Linked DNA regions of Rattus norvegicus: region 2 is linked to region 1. Evidence: chromatin contacts called from public Hi-C data. All regions are on one chromosome and are shown on one strand. Each heading gives the region's core, a stretch centred on a gene start, on an enhancer-like site or on the middle of the called end of the contact. The rest is flanking DNA. Distances are from core to core; before and after follow the strand shown.

What was found. Hi-C and Micro-C count contacts between places; a contact is called where the count stands out from the background.
Region 2: a Hi-C map of Schwann cells shows a contact between it and region 1, with 10 times the contacts expected there. The contact joins the promoter of Abhd11 here to the promoter of Baz1b in region 1. A contact is called at or near these places in 7 of 12 Hi-C or Micro-C datasets (the A7r5 cell line, Schwann cells, frontal cortex and 4 more) and 1 of 1 datasets of contacts at active chromatin or transcription factors (oligodendrocytes).

The regions. Positions count from the first base shown.
Region 1 is chr12:27,124,247-27,129,562 of GRCr8, reverse strand. It overlaps Baz1b (bromodomain adjacent to zinc finger domain, 1B), which reads left to right and starts at 3,052. Exons shown (of 19, transcript NM_001191916.1): 1 at 3,052-3,445. The coding sequence starts at 3,339.
Region 2 is chr12:27,318,606-27,323,921 of GRCr8, reverse strand. It overlaps Abhd11 (abhydrolase domain containing 11), which reads left to right and starts at 2,459. Exons shown (of 6, transcript NM_001271180.1): 1 at 2,459-2,621; 2 at 2,761-2,896; 3 at 3,792-3,965; 4 at 4,128-4,298; 5 at 4,419-4,600; 6 at 4,855-5,179. The coding sequence starts at 2,494. The coding sequence ends at 4,987. Abhd11-as1 (ABHD11 antisense RNA 1 (tail to tail)) reads right to left here. Exons shown (of 4, transcript NR_026689.1): 4 at 5,279-5,316.

The DNA of each region.
Region 1 (5,316 bases), core at 1,803-4,302:
CCTCAGCACCGGTCAGCAGGAGGGATCAGGAGGGACACCAGGGGAAGGTCTTGGTTGTGCCTCTCAGTGAATCGAAGATCAGCGAAGAGTCAATACCAACAAGCACTGCACAGCTAACTATACCAGCAAGCCAAGCTTAACCTCTGTCTGTTGAGTCCTTTGAGTTCTTTGCTGTATTTCTCTCTATGGAGTCCCAACAAATGCAGTCCCAACTACGAAATGTAAGGTAGACTAATACATGCGTGTCATTAGAGAAGAATCCTTCATCATGCGTCCTTTCACATGCTAGCAGAACGTCCTTGCTCCCATGACTGCTTCATGGAAACGTTCCTTCATGTGTCTGCCTTAGCCTTTCTTTCATCTGTGTCTGCTTCAGTGACATGTTCCTTCATATGTTTGCCCTGGCAAAACACCATCTGACACAACTGACTTTCCAAAGAATCCTTAAGCTTCCACTTCAGGTGGGTGTGCTTAGAACAATTAGGAGGAAAAAATTCAGAAGCAATGAAGCCATCAGAGGCACAGTGGAGAGGTGGATGCAGCTGGGAAGACTGAGGCAGGATGGCAGGCTGGCCTGGCTGCGTGGCAATGAACCTGTCTCACCAAACCAGGATGGCAGTGCTGGATAATTCTGTCCCTGTCAAGTGAGTGCATTTTTCTTACTTTCCCTTTTTTCTTTTGTTTCTCCTTTCCTTCTTTTGCTCCCTGTCCCTACCCCCTCCCATTTTTGGCAGTCCATAGTCCTGCCAGACAAGGATCTGGTTGCCTCCCCTCCCCAGTGCTGAGATTCTGAGATTCTGATCTCCATGGCCACTGAGTGTCAGGTCCCCAACTCTCCAGCTTTTATTATTTTATCTCTCTCTCTCTCTCCCTCCTCCCTCTCTCCCTCTCCCTCTCTCTCTCTCTCTCTCTCTCTCTCTCTTTCTCTCTCTCTCTGTGTCTATGTGTGTGTGTGTGTGTGTGTGTGTGTGTGTGTATGAATGTATGTTTTGCCTGTGTATCTGTGCCCTACATGTGTGCAATGCCCAAGGAGACCAGAAGAGCATGTCAGATCTCCTGGGATTGGACTTACAGACTTTTGTGAGCCACCATATGGGTGTTGGGACTCTAGACCCCCTGCAAGAGTAGCCAGTACTCTTAGTTTTGAGCCATCTCTCCAACCCTAACGTTCATATATATGTATATATCCTTTAATATCATTTTAATTAATGCCACAGACATTTAAATTTATTATTGTTATTGGTTTTAGAGTCTTACTTTGTACTTAGTTTTTAATTATGTGAAGGGCTGGAGGTGGGGGTGCGGTGTGAAGGTCTGTGCATACGCCTTCAGGGAAGAGGGCGTTGGAGCGCCTTTGAAATGGAGTTACTCACAGTTGGAAACCATCCCACGTGGATGCTGGAACCCACCTCAGGTCTTCCGCAAGACCCGTAAGTGTTCTTAACCTTAAGTCATCTCTCTAGGCCCATCTTTTTTTTTTTTTTTTTTTTTCTTTTTTTCGGAGCTGGGGACCGAACCCAGGGGCTTGTGCTTGCCAGGCAAGCGCTCTACCGCTGAGCTAAATCCCCAACCCCCACCTTTTTTTTTTTTTTTTTTCTTCCGGAGCTGGGGACCCAACCCAGGGCCTTGCGCTTGCTAGGCAAGCGCTCTACCACTGAGCTAAATCCCCAACCCCAACCCCCATCTTTTTTAAATAATACTTTTATTTTTATTTTAAATTATGTGTATGGGGGGTATGTTTTCAGGTTTGTAAGCGCCTATTGCTTTGGAGTTACAGGTGATTGTGAGCTTCCAATGCAAATACTGTGAATCAGACTCAGAACTTCTGGAAAAACTGGAAATCTTAATTGTGGAGCCACTTCTCCAGCCCTATTAGCTTAATATATATGTCCTCTAACATAATTTTATTTTATTTACTCATTGTTTTAGGGTCTTGCTATTCAGCCCAGGCTGGCTGGTAAGACTCTTTGTAGCCCAAGCTAGACACAGACTATTTATCTATCTATCTATCTATCTATCCATCCATCCATCCACACACATATATTCTCTTATATGTGTACATACAAAAGAAATTTCTCTATTATTCTTCCACTTTTTTTTTCAAGGTTTATTTTTAAATTGGGTATGTGTGCATGCATGGTGGGGGATGTTGTATGCACATGAGTGCTGTTGCCTGAGGAGGCAAGAGGAATGCTAATTCCTGGAGTTGCAGCTGCAGGCAGGGTCGTGCTACCTGATGTGGGAGCGAGGAATTGAACTTGGGTCCTCTGAAAGAACTTAGCCCCTGAGCCAACTCTGCAGCTCTTCCTCCACATATTTTTAAGGAAACTTCTACATTATCCTTCCCTGTAGTCCTTAATTTCTGTTTCGCAGTTATGTCTGGTCGGGAAGGGTTGGGGTCCCAGTCGCCCCACTGCGGAACTTCTGTTTGAAGAGGATCAGAGTTACTTCCCGCCCAGAACAGCTCCACCCGCGCATCCCCGGGCGTGGCCGAGCGCGGCCCCTTTAAGAAGGGGGCGGAGCACGAGTGGAAAGACAAAGCCCCTGGCCGCGCGCTCCCCCTCCCCCCTCCGGCGCACCACACGGACAGTGAGTGCCCGGATGTCGGTGTCGCCGTCGGTGACAGATGGCGCAATGTCTGTATCTATGACAGGGCTTTCTGCTCTGACCTCTTTGAGTCTTCCGCTTTTCGTCCTCCCCCTCCCACTTGCTGTCCCATTACTTTTTAAGTCCGCCACTGGAGGCCCGCATGCCAGTCACCGGCTCTTACATAACGTGACCTTTCACCTTTTCAGACTGCCCTCTAGTGCGCTGCAACTAAACTTTGTGGCTGGGGCCCAGGGGGCGGGACTCGACCGCGGAGCGGCAGTCTCTCTGAGCCAATAGGCTACGAATGCCGACCAGTCCTCCGCCTATCGGAGCATCCGCCCCAGGGCGCCACGGAGAAGCAAGTTAGTCTGTGCGCTGGCCCGGCAGCGGGGGGGAGGAAGGGAATCTCCCGCCATTTTTCAATAATTTCCTCCCGTGCCCGCTGGAGAGGAGTCGTGACTAGCGGCCGCCGCAGCGGAGATCAGCGTAAGGTGAAAGCTGCCGGAAGGAGCGAGCAGAATCTCTCCAGTTTTTCCCCTCGAGGCGTTCCCCTTGCTTCCATGGTCGTGGCGCGGTCCCGCCAGCTCTGAGGGAAGCCGGAGTTCGCGCCGCCCTCTCACCCCTCCCCTCCCCCATCGCCCCGGGAGCCAGGCGCTTCGCTAGCTCGTTCGCCCGGGGCTGCCCGGGCCTAGCGCTGCGCAGCGGAGCGGCCGAGCCTTCGGCGCTCCGTCCCTGCCGGCGCTGCCGCGATGGCGCCGCTGTTGGGCCGCAAGCCCTTTCCTCTGGTGAAACCGCTGCCCGGAGAGGAGCCGCTCTTTACCATCCCGCACACACAAGAGGCCTTCCGCACTCGGGAGTATCCTTTTTTTCGTGCGCGGTGTGGACGCTCGGCCGCGGCTGCGCAGGGCGAGGGATGGAGATGGCGAGAAGCGAATGGGCCGCGCGCGACTCGCCGGGCAGCTGTCACTGCACGGGGCCATCCGCGGGCTGTGATGCCCGGGTCCTGCCTCGCCGGGCTTGGGATCTCCGTGGCGAGATCCATCTGGGCTGTCTGCAGCCGTCCTTCCCGGAACCTCGCGCCTCCATCCTTTTCCCCCTTACTTTGTCCCCGGGGCCTTGGTGATGATCGCAGCACCAGTCCCCTCCTCCCCAACTTGGCTTCGGGCCCTAAGTGACTAGGGAGGGTTAGCCGGGTTTCCTTTGCGCATTTTATTTCTCTCTCCTTTCATATAAAAGAAACCGTCAAGTTAAGTTTCTGAAATTGTACCGGCGCAGCCGCGTGATCCGGCTTGTGCAAGCCTCTACTGCGTCTTGTCTGGGCTGAGCGTGGACACTGATGTGGCTTGTGGGTTTTGTTTTTTTCTCCTCCGGAGTGGACTTTAGGCCAGGGATGAACTGACAGAAACCCGGCATTAACTTCTTGCCAACTGAAGGTAGGGAGGAGCAGAACGCTACATTGATAGTGCTGGTGGCCTTTGCTTTTCTAGAAAACAGAGAAGTTTGACATTTAGAAGTTTCATTTTTCTGTCGTTTTTGAGAGAGCGCTTCATATAGCACCGACTGGCCTCGAACTCAGTATGCAGTAGAGGTTGGACACTGCATTCCTGATCCTGCTGCTTCCCCTTCTCCAGCCGGCTTGCTTTTCTTTCGTTCTTTTCTTTCCTTTCTCTCTGTTTTTAGGACCGTGAAACTGGTGTTTTGTAATAGGAAGTCTGCATTTCCAATCATTACTTTAAGATTTCTTGACCAAGCATAACCTCTTAATTTAAAGTTGTATTACTTTTTGGGGGGGGGGCAAGGTAGGGGGAATGTTGAATGAATCTTTTAAGGCTTATTTGTTTTTTTTAAAAGAAAGATAGGTTTCTTTACCAAACTTAGTGTCCTGCTAGGTTTAGCATCCCCTTTCCTTTGGAAAGACTAGATTTTGTCTTACTTTCTGTTGTACTTGTGAGAGCAGGAAGGATTCAGGTGAAGAATTTCAGTTTGCTCGTGGCCTTTGCTTTCCTGGTTTGTTTATTGTTGTTTTGTTTTTAATTGTCTTGTAGCCTAGGTCGATGTCCAACTTATGTGTTGGAAGCTAAGCTGACCTTGAATGTGGTGTTATTCTGCCTAACCTCCCAAGTGTGATTGCAGACATCACCTGCGTAGCCTTAATACAGCGTTTTGAGTATTTAGGATACTTTTGCTCCCTTTCCTCCCCCTGATATTTGGGGGGATTTAACATAGGGCCCTGCAGTATTAGTAAGCTCTGTCCATAGCCCTCTGTTCTTTTATTTTGTGTCAGGGCATTGTTAGAATTGCTGAGGCTGGCTCTGAACTCACCCTGTGGCTCAGGCAGGCCTTGAACTTTTGTTTCTCTTGCTTTACCTCCCTAGTATTTGGGATTAATAGACCTCAGTACCAGCTAGCACGAATCTTGTTAGCATCAGTTCTGAAAGGCAGTGTCCACCTACAGAGAGACTTGGAAAAGGAGTCTTTTTTTTTTCTTCCCCCTTTTAAACACCCCTTTGCCTGTAGGGGTGTTTGCCTGCCTGTATGTCTATGGAGTGTTCCTGGTGCCCCTGGAGGCCAGATTTGCATCCCCTGGAATTAGAGTTAAGATGATTGTGAGCTACCGTGAGGGTGCTGGGGACTGAACTGCTGACTCTAGTCCGGGTAAGTTCTTGTTTTGTTTTGTGTTTTTTTTTTTTTTTCTTTTTCTTTCAATCAGGTCTCAGTGTGTGACTC
Region 2 (5,316 bases), core at 1,210-3,709, 190 kb before region 1:
CATCTGGGGGTTGGGGATTTAGCTCAGTGGTAGAGCGCTTGCCTAGCAAGTGCAAGGCCCTGGGTTCAGTCCCCAGCTCCGAAAAAAAGAAAAAAAAAAAAAAGGAACATCTGTAGTCCTGGCATCTGGAAGGTGGAGGCAGGTGGATCAGGAGTTTAAGGCCATTCTCAACTACATATGATGTTTGAGGCCAGCCTGGGCTACATAAGATCAGGTCAAAACAACAACCAAAAACCAGTTGTCAGGTGTAGGCACACGTCTTTAATCTCAGCACTGCGGAGACAGAGGCAAGAGAATCTCTGTGAGCTGGAGGCCAGCCTGGTCTACATAGCAAGTTCCAGGGCAGTCAGAGTTGTGTAACAGAGAGACCCTGTCTCAAAAACAAACAAAAAAGGTTGGCGACTCAGGAGTTAAGAGCACAGGATGCTCTTGCAGAGGACTGGATATGGTTCACAGGACCTACATGGTGGCTCACAACCATCTGCAATTCCAGTCCCAGGAAATCCTATGCCCTCCTCTCAACTCTGAAGGCATGGGGTACAGGCATGGTACACAGACATAAATGCGAGCAAACACCCCTACAATAAAGCAAAATAAATAAATCTCTCTGTGTGTGTATGTGTCTAGGCAACTAGTGGAGTGGAAGATAGACACCAGCGCTGACAAAGAACAAAAGGGAACTAAGCCAGTGGCTTGGTGCCCGGCTGAGGATGCTGGGAAGGATTCTGGAGGGTATGAAGTGCTACTTCAGTGACAAGGAGTCCTGAAGACCCCGGCCCCCCAGAAGGTGTGTTTGCTGTGACCAAAACAGTTCTAGAACTGCTAAAGGATGGACCACAGCAGAAGGGGGGGTGAGGGGGCTGAAATAAAAAACGACTTTCCCTAGACTATGAAGGGAGAGGGCAGGGGGCAGGTTCCCCACAGGAAAAGTCAGTGCAGAATGGGGTGCGTTCTGGGCAGAGGGTTGCCACTCTCTGCTAATGGCTTGTTGTTAGTGTTCGTCCTTTCTTTTTTCTTTTTTGAGACAGAGTTTCTCTATGAAGTTCTGGATGTGCTCAAACTCTTATACACAAGGCTGGCCTTGAACTCAAAGAACCGATCGCCTCTGCCTCCCATGTGTGGGATTAAAGTCGTAGCCCCAACACCTGGCCGGGAGCCATTTCTAGTCAGTGCAGGTAACTACAGTACAAATCCCTGGCCAAGGGGGTTGACCCTGGTTTTTCAAATTGACCTGAACCAGAAACGGAAGACCGGACCAAGACTCTGATTCTGTCTGTTGGACCAATCTTTTTGCCCTTTCTGCACCTCAGTTTACCGATTCAAGTGAAAAGATCGAGATCAAGCTCGCAAGCCCCTTCCTCCTAGCTGTTTCTTGTGAGGGAACTTCACAAGAGGAACCAAGCACTCATACTCTGGGCTCCCAACCATGGAGCAAGGCGCCAGAGAGCTGGCGGGAGCTGGAACAAGAGTCACTCCTGGCGTCTCCTGACTATGCCGGGGGCACAGAAAGTGTGGCATCCACCCAGGGCGGTGCCTGAGGACTGAGGAGCAGGCCAGGTGAGGTCTGCTCGCCAGGCGAGAAAGGAGTTTCTCAGTTTGCCAGGGACACGCCCCACACTTGCTCCTTGAACTGAGGACCTCTGGTCCGAACTAGGGAAACACCAGAAGACTATGAGCTTCTTAAAAGCTGGGGCGTGGCCTACAACGTTGTCAAGGGGCTCAGGGAGGTGTGCACAGAACCAGGCAGGATTACGTAATGGTGCAAAAGCAGGTGCGGGAATCTTGTGTGGCTCCGCCCAAGGCGTGGCCAAGGAGCCAAATTCCAGGAGCTACAGCAGTTTAATAGGTTGCGAAACCGTGCAAGAGCCCGCCCAGGTTCAATTATAGCTCCGCCCGTGGCAGGGCGTGGCCAAGGGTGCAAAGTGGGAATTACGTAATGATGCAGAAGGCGGTCCCAGAGTCCCTAGTGGCTCCGCAAAGGTGTGGCCAAGGAGCCCACCTCCGGGTGCCTGACAGTGGCCACGGTGGTTAAGTGATGGTGCGAAGAGCATGCCCAGGACGTGGCAGGGGCTCACAGGTCTGAAGGGGATTGTATATTGCCCAAGAGGAGGGACCAGTCCCATAATGCGCTTTCCTGGTCCTGGTCAGGAAATGGTCTCTAAGCGGCTCGCAGTGTCCGCAGGAATTGCGTAATGGTGCAAGGGGGCAGGACTAGTGTTGTATGGCTACGCCCAGCCTGTAACCAAGAAGCTAGTCCTACTGACCGGGCTCAAAGTGGCTGCAGGAAATGCGTAATGTGCAAAGGCTTAGACCAACACTTCTGATGGCTCCGCCCCAGGAGCTCCTGCACTGGGAGCTCCCGGAGTACGCTAGGCCACGTGACCTAAAGTGGCTCTCCGACGGGGGGCGGGGCATAGACAGAGCCCTTGTTGGAATAGACAGGGCTCTGGGAGGCGGAGCGTGCGCAGGAAGCACGTTTTGAGAGCTGTGAGAATGTTCTGCTGGGCGCGAGCTTGGAGGGTCCCCCGTGGGACAATCGGTGCCTCCTCTCCCAGGAGTTCGGCGGTTCCTGTCACGTTCAGTAGCAGCCGCAGTAGTGGCCAAGGAAACGCTGATCCGAGGTCAGTCAAGGACACCCGGACGGTGGCCCTTCACTGGTCCACTTCGCACGCGGCCCAGCAGGCCCCGCCCCTCTTTTAGCCACGGCCCTTTTCTCCTTCACTCCCCCCACCCTTACTCTATGGTGGCCCCACCTTCCAGGCCGCTGCCGCTGTCCTATAATCTTCTAGATGGAGACGCGACACTCCCAGCCATCGTCCTTTTGCATGGACTCTTCGGCAGCAAAAGCAACTTCAACTCCCTCGCCAAGGCGTTGGTTCAGAGGACCGGCAGGAGGGTGAGCTTCCGGGTTGGGCGGCGCATGGGTGGGCGGGGACTAAGGGGTAAGTCTGAGGACTGGGGACCTAGTTTCAATCTCTCAGGTCTGGGCTCTTGCTGATAAATGGAAAGTTTCTGTGCACAGTAAACGGGAAAACATCTATGAAGAGGCCTGCTCCTGCAAGATGCCCCACTGTTAATCCAGTTATGTTACTTATATCTCCACCCGTCTCTTTGTCAGGTCCCAAAGAAACTCGGGACAATTTTTCGGAACCTACTAGGATACCAAAGCACACTCAACGTCCCGGCTTACTCAATACCTGTGGCACCCCTCAGCTCTCCTCACCCTCACCCCTTACTATAAACCAGCCCAGAGGCTTCCCTTCCTTTTCCCCAGCTTCTCTTTTTTTTTTTTTTTTTTTTTTTTCCGGAGCTGGGGACCGAACCCAGGGCCTTGCGCTTTACCACTGAGCTAAATCCCCAACCTCCCCCAGCTTCTCTTAACTATTAAGCCAGACATTTAAGCCATTCGCTCGCTCTTGGTACTCCAATCCTCTTTTGGTCTGAAAGCCCACTCTCCTTGGCACCTTAAGTTATCATCTGGCCTCCACATGTACACCATGGCATGTGTTACAAGCATAACTTGCACACATACATACATGCACACATGTGTGTATATAATAAAATAAAATAAAGGTATATTTTGAATAGCAACTAAAGTTGCTAAAGATTGACCTCTGGCCTCCACATGTACATGAAAATGTACACACACACACACACACACACACACACACACACACACACACAAATTATGTCTCCAGACTTCTCTCCCTGACTGCTCCCTAGTCCCTACCAGTCTTTTCTTTGTCACTAATCAGAATAACACCATTCCTCCTATTTCACCCCTACCCCAGGTGCTGACAGTGGATGCTCGGAATCATGGTGACAGTCCCCACAGTCCAGATGCAAGCTATGAGGCCATGAGTCAGGACCTCCAGGGCCTCCTCCCCCAGCTGGGCCTGGTGCCCAGTGTCCTCGTTGGCCACAGCATGGGAGGAAAGACAGCCATGCTACTGGCACTGCAGAGGGTGAGCTACACAGGTCTGGGTCCCCTCAATGCACTGTGAGCCTTAAGCACCCCATTAATAACGTGGGACTCATCTGTACCTTGGATGGCCAGGTTCCAGAAACTCTGCTGGAGGCTCGGAGAGTTTGCCTGGGACCCGCTCTGTTCTGATTCTGTCTCACAGCCAGATGTTGTGGAACGACTGGTTGTCGTAGACATAAGCCCAGCAGGAACCACACCGGGATCATACCTCGGAAACTTCATAGCAGCCATGAAGGCCGTTGATATCCCAGAGAACATACCGCACTCCCGGGCCCGAAAACTGGCGGATGAGCAGCTTAGCTCGGTTGTCAAGGTAACACACTCCCCGCCCCCTTCTTCCCCCCATGGTGTTGTGGACTAAGACGCATCAGAGGAAAAAGGAGTGGGCGGGCCTCACAGAGAGCCCCTTCACAGCTGCCAGATCTCCCCACAGGAAGCGAGCGTTCGGCAGTTCCTGCTCACTAACCTGGTGGAGGTGAATGGGCGCTTCTCCTGGAGAGTGAACTTGGATGCCTTAGCTCAGCAGTTGGACAAGATTTTGACCTTCCCACAGCAACTTGAATCCTACCCGGGGTCAACTCTCTTTCTGCTTGGTGGAAATTCTCCCTACGTACCGTAAGCCAGCGTGAGGCCATAGGAAGGGGCAAGCTTGCTTTACCCACCCACCCCCACCCCCAGCTGTGGGAGCCTCCTTGGGTCGGGGAGGGCTTGGGCGTGGGCACGGGGTATCTGGGAGCCTGGCAATGCCACTGGGCATGAAGGCTCATACAGCTCTCGTTCTCTCTGTTCTCTCCCTCCCTTTCTCCCCTCCTCCACCTCTCCATTGTCTTCTTTAACCCCGTCTCCATTGACCTCACCATGGTGGCCAGACCCAGCCACCACTCAGCGATTAGGCGGCTCTTCCCTCAAACCCAGATTCAGACTGTGCCTAATGCTGGCCACTGGGTCCACAGCGACAAACCCCAAGACTTCATGGATGCTGTCATCAGCTTCTTGGCTTAAGAAGTAGCTCTTTGGGGCTGGAGAGATAGCTCAGGGGTTAAGAGCACTGACCGCTCTTCCAGAGGTCCTGAGTTCAATTCCCAGCAACCACATGGTGGCTCACAACCATCTGTAGTGGGATCTTGGCGCCCTCTTCTGGCGCCCAGGCACATATGCAGGCAGAACACTGTACATAATAAATCTTTTAAAAAAGAAAGAGAAGTAGCTCTTTGGAAGAGTAGCCAGGGGACTCTGGTATCTGTGTCACTGTACCTTGCTTCTGCATAGAAAAACTCAGGGGCAATTAGAGGGTACAGAGGTGGTCTAACACTTTAATGAATCAAGACTTA